2 separate regions of the Sus scrofa genome follow, and region 2 is linked to region 1. Evidence: chromatin contacts called from public promoter capture Hi-C data. All regions are on one chromosome and are shown on one strand. Each heading gives the region's core, a stretch centred on a gene start, on an enhancer-like site or on the middle of the called end of the contact. The rest is flanking DNA. Distances are from core to core; before and after follow the strand shown.

What was found. Promoter capture Hi-C pulls out the DNA fragments that hold promoters and counts their contacts.
Region 2: a promoter capture Hi-C map of liver shows a contact between it and region 1, with 8 times the contacts expected there. The contact joins the enhancer-like site here to the promoter of FZD5 in region 1. A contact is called at or near these places in 1 of 5 promoter capture datasets (liver) and 10 of 47 Hi-C or Micro-C datasets (adipocytes, embryonic fibroblasts, epiblast stem cells and 3 more).

The regions. Positions count from the first base shown.
Region 1 is chr15:110,918,076-110,922,656 of Sscrofa11.1, forward strand. FZD5 (frizzled-5) reads right to left here and starts at 2,787. Exons shown (of 2, transcript XR_002339431.1): 1 at 2,651-2,787. LOC110257173 (a long non-coding RNA gene) reads left to right here and starts at 3,396. Exons shown (of 3, transcript XR_002339433.1): 1 at 3,396-3,774.
Region 2 is chr15:110,986,275-110,991,071 of Sscrofa11.1, forward strand. PLEKHM3 (pleckstrin homology domain-containing family M member 3) reads right to left here. Exons shown (of 8, transcript XM_021076249.1): 8 at 2,849-4,797. Among named protein-coding and RNA genes, the nearest start is that of FZD5, 68 kb to the left of the region's middle. Within about 2 kb of position 2,402, at least 13 of the 83 cell types and tissues checked have an H3K27ac peak or open chromatin away from gene starts, as enhancers often do. A contact at or near this core is called in fetal liver and liver, where this site is marked.

The DNA of each region.
Region 1 (4,581 bases), core at 1,537-4,036:
TGAACCAAGTGGAACTTCATTATAATGCCAACCTTAGGATTGTAAAGCCCCCAAAGCAAAGGGAAATTTTGTTGCCAAAATGCAACAAAGTTAAAAATTAAGAAAACTACATATAAATTAAAAATAGGGTTCCCCTTGAAAAGGCAGGTGAGCTGAGCCCCTTGGAGAAGCCCTGGGACAGGTACTCCCCTTGAAACAGCCCCTTTCCCCTCTCTCCAGGTTGCCCCAGGAGGGGGCATCAGCACCAGGAAGGTAAATGGAAGTGACCTTGGCAAAGCTACCAAACAAAACAACCTCCCTCCCTCGGCTCCCGGCCGGCCTCGATCTCGGTCCCGGTCCCTCAGCCTCCTCCTACACGTGAGACAGGGACACCTGCTTGTGATAGGTGGCGGCGGCAGGGCCGGGTGGCCCGGTCCTGCCTGTGAGCGCTGCGCTGGCCTCGGCGTAGTCCCCGGTGGCCGTGGCCCCGCCGCTCTTGTGGCCCCGCCGCGGGCGGCAGCAGCAGCGGCTGGTGAAGCGCCGCCACGACTCCACAGTCTTGCCAGACCAAATCCAGACGCCTGACGTGATGCCCACCACCAGGCACATGAAGTATTTGAGCATGAGCACCCAGTACTCAGGCTTGGCACGTGGCTGCCCGGCGTCGGGGCCTGGGCACGCGCAGGTGAGCGCAGCCTCCCAACTCTCGCGATAGTGCTGTTCGTACAGGTAGCAGGCCACCACGATGCTGGCAGGCACCGTGTAGAGCAGCGTGAAGATGCCGATGCGGATCATGAGCTTTTCCAGCTTGTCCGTCTTGGTGCCGCCCTGCTTGATGACGCTGCGGATGCGGAAGAGCGACACGAAGCCTGCCAGGAGGAAGAGCGTGCCCACCAGCAGGTAGAGCACCAGCGGGCCCAGCACGAAGCCACGCAGCGAGTTCAGGTTCTGGTTCCCCACGTAGCAGATACCGGCCACCGGGTCCCCATCCACCGAGCTCAGGGCCAGCGCAGTGATGGACTTGACACTGGGGATGAGCCAAGCAGCCAGGTGGAAGTACTGTGCATAGCCCGCGATGGCCTCATTGCCCCACTTCATGCCAGCTGCCAAGAACCAGGTGAGCGACAGGATGACCCACCAGATGGAGCTGGCCATGCCGAAGAAGTAGACTAGCAGGAAGACGACAGTGCACAGCGCAGGGCCCGTTGTCTCGTAGTGGATGTGGCTGTGCTCACGGCTGCAGGCGACGCTGGCATGGCCCACGACTAGGCGCACCAGGAAGCCCAGCGACACGCACAGGTAGCAGGCTGACAGAAAGATGATGGGGCGCTCAGGGTAGCGGAAGCGTTCCATGTCTATTAAGAAGGTGGCCACCGTGGTGGAAGTGGAGATGAAGCACAGCACAGACCACAGGCCGATCCAGAAGGTGGCGAACGTGCGCTCGTCCGGGCTAAAGGACGGCTGGTAGCAGGGTACCGCGCAGTTGGGTACCTGGCCCGTCCGCACTTTGTTGTAAAGGGGGTGCGACTCCTTCAGAATGGGCACGAAGGGCTCGCGGCACTTGCACACCGACGGGCCCCCGGCGACGCAGTCGCTCCCTGAGGCCGGCGCCCCCGGAGGGCCTGAGAGGGTGGGCTTGGCCGGGAAGGGCCTGGGGGGCGCCGTGGTGGCCTCGCTGCGGTTGTAATCCATGCACAGGACCTCGGCGTCGCGGCCCAGCACCGGGAGGCGGTCGCAGCTCATGCGTTCCGGCCAGGCAAAGCCGTACTGGCGCATGAGCGGCGAGCAGCCGGCCTTGGCGCGCTCGCACACCGAGCGGCACGGCGGCAGCGGCTTGTGGTAGTCGGGCAGGCAGATGGGCGTGTACATGGAGCACAGGAAGAAGCGCAGGTCCGGCGAGCAGTGGATCTCCACCAACGGCCAGAACTGGTGCACCTCGAGGCCCGCCTCGTCCTGCGTGTCGTGGTTGAACTGGTTGGGCATGTGCGTCAGGTTGTAGCCGATGCCGCGGCACATAGGCACTGTGATTTCCTGGCACACCGGCGCCTTGGAAGCGGCCGTCGCCCGGCCCGCCAGCTGCGCCAAGAGCAGCAGCAGCAGCGAAGGCGGCGCGGACGGGTCAGGCCGAGCCATAGCCCCCTCCCTCCCCTCTCCTCCCGCAGCCCAAGCGGGGCCAGCTCAGGCAGGGGAAACCAGGACCGTGCTTCCCTCTCTGCAGACTTGTGTGGCGCCGGGGCTGGCAACCTGTTGGTTTCTCTTTCTTTTAAAGAAATCCGTCCAAAGATAAACTGTTCCGGGAGGGCGCTGCCTCCGCAGGGAGAGCTCAGCTCTTCGCTGGATAGGGCTGAGGAGGGACAGTTAAGGCTCCGATTCCAGGGAAAGTACTCTTTAAAAAAGAAGGTGGGGGAGAAGAAAGATTGCTGCCACTGCCAAGGAGAGGGGCGTCAATGGCTTAGTCCTCGCGAGCAGTCTCCAGATCTCTAAGTTAACCTCTTTCCCTTCCCTTCCCTCCACCTCCAGAAACCAAACTACAGACTCCCCGCCTCTCATCCCGCCTCCCTTTCCGCCCGGCCTTCCACGCTGTACCCCGAGGTCAGAGCGCTCAGCCCTCTGGAAAAGGGCAGAAGGGCAGGGAAAACAACTGGGAGGAGGAGAAGGCGCGTACTCTCACCTCGAAGGATCCCGTGAGAAGCAGATAGTCAGTCGCCAGCCTGAATCCTCCGTCCCTGGGGCTCTTAGCTCAGAAACGCGACTTTGAACCGAGCTGGCATCGAGAAAGTTTGGCGATAAGCTGGGTACCCGAGGCAGCACATGGCAGCAGGTGGGGGTGTCTTAGAGAGGCGGTCGCCCGCTGAACGAGGTCGCCACAGACCGGTCACTCGCCCTCTCCTTCTCCGGGGCCCCCTGCATGATCCGAGCGGGACAGGGCTGGGGTCGGCCGTGCCTTCCACCAGGGTCCACCAAGGGCGAGCGCGCCTGGCAGCACCTGGGCAAAAGGAAGGCGGTGTGCGGCGACCGGGGGCTTCCGCGGCCTCACAGTACCGCCAGCAGCTGGTGTTGGCTCCGCCAGGACTGCATGGTGCGCGCCCGCCGCCGCGTCCCGCCCGCCGCTCGCCTCCTCCCCTGCAGGGGGCTCCGCGCTCCAGCTGATTCCTGGGGGCGGTGGCGGCGCTCCCGGGACGTGCGGGACTCGGCTCCTCCTCCGCGCTCTAGCACCCTTTCGCCCACCTCTGGCGGGTACTCAACGGCGCGCGGCGGCGACGACGGCTGTAGTGCACTTGCGGCCGCAGGCTGGACTGGCCTCTTGCGCCCCGCCCGGGTCACCTGCTTCTAATGCCCGCCAGGAGGCTCCGCCCCGACCCCGCCCCTTTGAGCTGGAGCTCGGTTGGTGGGCCGCCCCGCCACGCTCTCCGCGCGTCCCCGCCCACTGCCCCGCGGGATCGGCCTCTCTTCGGGCGCCCTCCTGCCCCCTCCCCGAGCGGGCCGCTGAGGAGTGCGGGCCAATCGCGGGCCGGGAAGCAGTGGGGGCGGGGCAAATGCTAATTTCGCCTTCTTGAGACCCGGGGCGGGAAACCCTAGCTCGAAGTCCCTCCCGAGTTCTCTAGTGGCGCCCACCCGTGCCTTGTCCACTTTTCTGTAATGGTCTAGCTTACGAACCCTTGCTTCCAGGGCCCCTACCAGGTCTCCTCTCTCCAGCTAAGCATCCTTAGAGTCCAGCGCTTGTTTAAAAGAACTGCTCAAAGAATCACTTTTAACTGTGGCACCTGTCTCCTCTCTGCGTTGTCCTCATACCAGGTGAGCTTAAGTTGAGAGAACAAACGCTTCCTGAGCCCCTATTGTGTGTCGGACAGCGTGTTAATCGTTCATATCTTAATACAGGGTGTCTCAGATCCTTACAACAATTCTATGAGGCAGGCACTCCTTACAGGTGAACAAACAAGAGGTTTAGAAACTTGACCAAGGCAACCAAGCTAATAATAGCAACCCCCAGGAAAGCCACAACCTAGACAATCTTGGGAAGCTCGGTATTCTGAGCGCCTGGCATAGAGTAGGCGCTCAAATGGCAAACCTGGGATTTGAACCGAGATATTTGGGCTGCTGCATCCACAGTTTTAACAGCCACCACTCTCCCCCCACCCCACCCCCGCCATTATGCTACTGGTTAGCTCCCAGGCTTTAACCTTTACTTTTGCATTTCGTAACAAAATCTTACTGTTGCGACAGGAAAGTGATTTTCTTTCTCTTAGGAAGACTCGAGACAGGTTAGTCCTTTATCAGTTTATCGGGTTAAAAAGTCCAGGCAGTTCCCAAGTCGCCCGCAGAGAGAAGCAACACTGGCTCCAGGCTCTGTGATGGGCTAGGCGCCGGCCCCCCCGGGGCTGCCCGCTGCTTAGCCACGCACTAGCGCGCCGCCGGGGATCCGGGGCTCACAGAACAGCCAGAGCCCGCGGGAAGACCTGCTGGGCGCCCCGACCGCTGGGACGCACAGTGGCGCTCTTCAGATGGGTTATTATGCTGCAAGTTTTTAATGTCCTAAAAATGCCTCTTTTCTACATGTTCTAATTAGGTTGGAAGACTGAGGTGTTTAGCATTCTTGAAATT
Region 2 (4,797 bases), core at 1,152-3,651, 68 kb after region 1:
TCGAACCTGCATCCTCATGAATCCTAGTCAGGTTCGTTAACCGCTGAACCACAAAAGGAACTCCAAGAATGTTGTTTCTAACAATACTGCTTTAGGGCAAATCCCAAGTTCGTTTCTAGTTGCATCCCTGCCAACACAAGCTTGCCTCAGTGATTCTCAATAAAGAATTGCTGTTGTGGGGGTTCCCCATGTGGGGAGCGCTGTGGGCATGGGAGGATCACATCTTTTGTAGGCCTCTGGCTCCTTTGGAAAAGTGCTCCACCAATGGGGAATACACGCCATCATTAAAGTTTCTGACCTCGTAAAGAGAGGAGAGTCAGCACTGTCCGATTTCATTCACTTGCAACTGGCAGTTGAGGTTGAAAAATCATCAATTCAATAGATACCTGGACTCTGAATGGTTCTGGCTGCTCTTAGAGTCTAGTTCTTCTACTGAACCACGGCACATCTGGACACAACTCAAGATTTCCTGAATTTCCCAGGCCTTTCTGGGAAAGAAGCACCTAGTGATTTTCCACATTAAACACCACTATCCAGGCATTCCTGTCGTGGCTCAGTGGTTAACGAATCCGACTAAGAACCATGAGGTTTCGGGTTCGATCCCTGGCCGTGCTCAGTGGGTTAGGGATCCGGCATTGCCGTAAGCTGTGGTGTGGGTTGCAGATGCGGCTTGGATCCTGTGTTGCTGCGGCTCTGGTATAGGCCGGTGGCTACAGCTCCAATTAGACTCCTAGCCTGGGAACTTCCATGTGCCGCAGGTGTGGCCCTAGCAAAGACAAAAAAATTAAAAATAAAAAAATGAACACCACTATCCAGAGTGATGAGGTTCACGTTGGTTGGAGGAGCCTCAACCGGGAGAAGACTGTCACATGTGTGCCTTTGAGGACAACTGCAGCAAGATCAGGAGGAAGAAAGAATGAAAGGGAGGGTGCAAGGCTCCCTTTGTAGGCCAGCTCAGTCACCTGTGTGCGTGGCTTGGCCACTTTTCTTCACCAGGCTGTCTGGCGATGGTATATGTTGGATAAATAGATGATAGCCACACCCGTAAGAAAATAAAGAGGGTGTAAAGGTGAGGTCGTATGAAAACAATGGCAATCCACTAGCAGCAAGTTCCAAAGTACTGTTCTGTGTCTGCAGGAAGGAAGGGAGGTGGCAGCTGTTAGCTAGAGGGCAACTGAGACCTGTCAGTCCCTCCGCGTCCCTTTGACATCCTTCCCACGGAGGACCCCACCAGTATGCCAAGCAGAGGTCTCTTTCAGGGCAACTTGCTTCATTTAATCGAGTGGATCTGAACTTTCAGAACACATGGGAATCACCCAAGGAGCTTTTTTTGAAAAAATGTAAATACTCAGGCCCTATCCAGAGAGACTGACTCAGTTGTCTATGATGAGGTCCTGACACTTTGCTTGTGTTTTTTGTTTTGTCTTTTGTCTTTTTAGGCCCACCTGCTGCCGATGGAGGTTCCCAGGCTAGGGGTCGAAACGGAGCTGTAGCCGCTGGTGTACACCACAGCCACAGCCAGATCCAAGCCGCATCTGTGAGCTGCACCACACACAGCTCATGCCAATGCCAGATCCTTAACCCACTGAGCGAGGCCAGGGATCGAACCTGCATCCTCATGGATCCTAGCCAGATTTGTTTCCACTGCGCCCCCGACGGGAACTCCCGTGTTTTGGGGTTTTTAATGTGTGAAGCCCTGATGAAAGTCATCATCTGAGCTGCCATCAAAGGACTGGGCAGGGGAAAGAGTTAAGGGAGATTCAAATCGCCGTTTCCATCACCATCTCCTGAGGGCGAGGAGAGAGAAAACGGTGTCTCTTTCCACCCCCTGGAAAATCTCCGTCTGATAACATGAAAACTTCCTGCAGTCATCCAGCCCCTCAGGTTTTCCTGCACTGAGGGAAAGCTAACCTGTCCCATGAATCATGCATCATGGCTCTGACTACCTCGTGTCTCATTTGCTTCAGTGAAACATTAACTCGTTTCTTTTTATTGTGGATTGTGGCCGGTTTCTTGGGAAGATGAGGTCCAGTTGTTCCTTGGACAGAATGGACATGAGCCCCGCTTGGTTTCCTGGGGGTGGAGGAGGGCACCTGGCCCTGAACTTGTTTAGGTGTGTCCAAGAGAGTGAGGCTCAGAGTCCAGCTTTGGTCAATGTTTAACCAGAAGCACCTTTTCTGGTCTCTTCAATGTCTTCTTTGAGAAAGTGAGTTTAAAGGGTGCTTTTGAAAGGTTGCAAGTGGATGGCCGCGTCCACGGGCTGTTTGGTGGTGGGGCGAGGGCCTGCCCAGGAAGAAGTGCCGAATTTCCATTCACCTCCCAACTCCCAGAGGGTGGCTGTCCTCTCACAGACAACTCTGCTTTATTTTCAGTCTTCGCTCTGGAAGCATGGGCTCGGGAATGACTAGTACTCTGGCTACTAGGCATGGGCCTACTGCCTGGCACTTGTCCCTCCGATTGGTGGTGAGATAACACGGGGGCAAGAAGGCTTGGGGAAGAGCTATACTGGACACGCCATGGGTGGCTTGGGCTGGTTTGTTTCAGACCAGAGAGAAATCATGGCTTGACTTCCCCATGCAGCCTGTAAAACTGCATCTGCATCTTTTTAAAAGTTACGCTATATTTTTCATAAGCATAGGAAAGGCTGATGAGCATACTGAGGCTGATGACTTTAGAAAAAACCCAGAGTCTCTCTGTAAGAGTAATACTAAGAGCTATTTAAAAACCCCAGTAGCTCACTTTCAATAAAGCTCAACTCTTGCCTTCGTATTAACTTCCAGGGCTCATCTTGGGCTTTCGCCACCCCCACAAAACAGCATTTTAATGAAGTGGTTATGAGACAAGAAAGTACTTTCTGCACTGTTTATTGAGAGAAAGATAACTTTATACACGGGGAACGGGTGCACTTAAATTATATGACAGATGACCATAAAAACGAGGGGTCTTGTCCACAACACAACTTCACTTTATATTATTATAGTTACTGATATTTTAAAAATGATGTAAACAAAAATATGGATGTTATGCCAGAACAAAAGGCAATAAAATCCAGAAGACAGAAACAGCACATACATAAGTTACCACAGGAGCTATTACAAATAGCTCAACACAGAGTTACGTAGTAATAGCCAAACCCCACATTTTGGATCGTTCTGTCCAGCATGAGCAGAAATAAGGGAAAATGACACTGATCTGACCCAGGAGCAGAAGAACATGTCGTGCAGAAGCCTTCCACACCCCACATTCAATACTTTGCATTTGCAACCTACGCATTTTCCCTCCTTTTACTGTTCCTTAAAGAAGACAGATTTTTTTTTTCCCCCTTAAATCTTCTAAGGGAGGCTACTAACTCTTCACAATAAAATCCTGATAGGCGACTAAAATCAGAACCGGGGTCTCCGGTGGTGAAAGCCTAACGTAATAGCTTGGTGGACGGCCCATGCCACACAGAAATGTTTCTATTATAATTCATCCAACTGGCTTCCCACTTCCCATTTGGAAATCAGGTGGCCAAATAAAATAAAATACCAAAACCCTTTATATGGTAAAGGAAAAGAAAATCCTTGTGTTTGTGTAACTTTTTAACCTGCAACAGGCTAAGGTCACTGACGTTACAGATTCAAATCTAAATAACCGGTTCAAATTTCTCTACCCATTGGCCTTGGTGACATCATGACATTCCCCTGAGTTTGGTTAATGAAAAGCAAGCAAGCAAACAAAAAAAGTGATCTGGAAAACAGCATACGACCGAGTTGAAACGTGATGCGGGTGTATCTTTTGTATTTCCTGGTAAAAGCGTCAATGGCACCAGGAAGCCGGCGTTCCCACCGTAGTCTACTTTGACCACGTGTTTCCAGCAGGCATCCTTGTACTCATGAGGTTAAGGCACCAGGTTGCGTGAAGGTGGAAGGTCGACATGCGTGCGGAATATGCGGGCTCCAAGCATGCCTGTATGAAGAGCAGCAAGTACAGAAGAAGCGAAGTGACCCATGTTCAGGCGAAGGGTCCTGCAAGCTTCAAGTGGGTCAGATAGTCTAGACTAGAAGCACTAGGCAGTACTGTAAGGCACTCCTACGGGGAAAAGAAACGAACGCGACAGCCAACATGAGAAGGAGCCGCAGGCCCCAGTGGTCCACCAGCCAGTGTACCAGCCATGAGGCTTGAATCTGGTCCAGGGCTCAGGCCTGGGGCAAGGAAAATCGGGGATGGGGAGAAAGGCTGGTCTGCAGCTCTAGGGCCTAAGAGGGGCTCTTCCCTGTGCTAAGAGCTGCTGAGGCAGCCAGGTCTTCTACCTGGGTAACAACGGACTCCAGATCTTTCTAGCAAGATGGCTTCTCTTTCCACAGGGAGGAACCAAACAAAGCAAAAGAGCAACTGTCTCTTCCCTTGAGGGTAATGGCACCTTCCATCACTTTGGAGGCCTCTGTAGGAGGCAAGTGCCCTGTCACATGGTTGCTTGGAACCCGTTTAAAATAAAACCCCTGACAACCGTGGGTATGCCTAGGAGGGTGTTCCGTACTTTTTTGGACTTTATCTAAAGTCGGTGACAATGACTTGAGGTACTGGACTTCACTGTCAAAACACTGTCCCACATGACAGAAATCATATTTGTCTGTTCAAAGAAACCGAGCAGGGCTTGCTCACCCATCACTGGGTCCAGGTACTTAGGTAGGGCAGTTGGTTCTACTGGACTGACGGTACGGGGTACACAACACCCGGAGCTGTGCTGTTAATGCCTGGTTCTTAGCAAGGACCAAGGAAAGGAAAACGGCGCTTCCAATGACTCAATTCATGCCA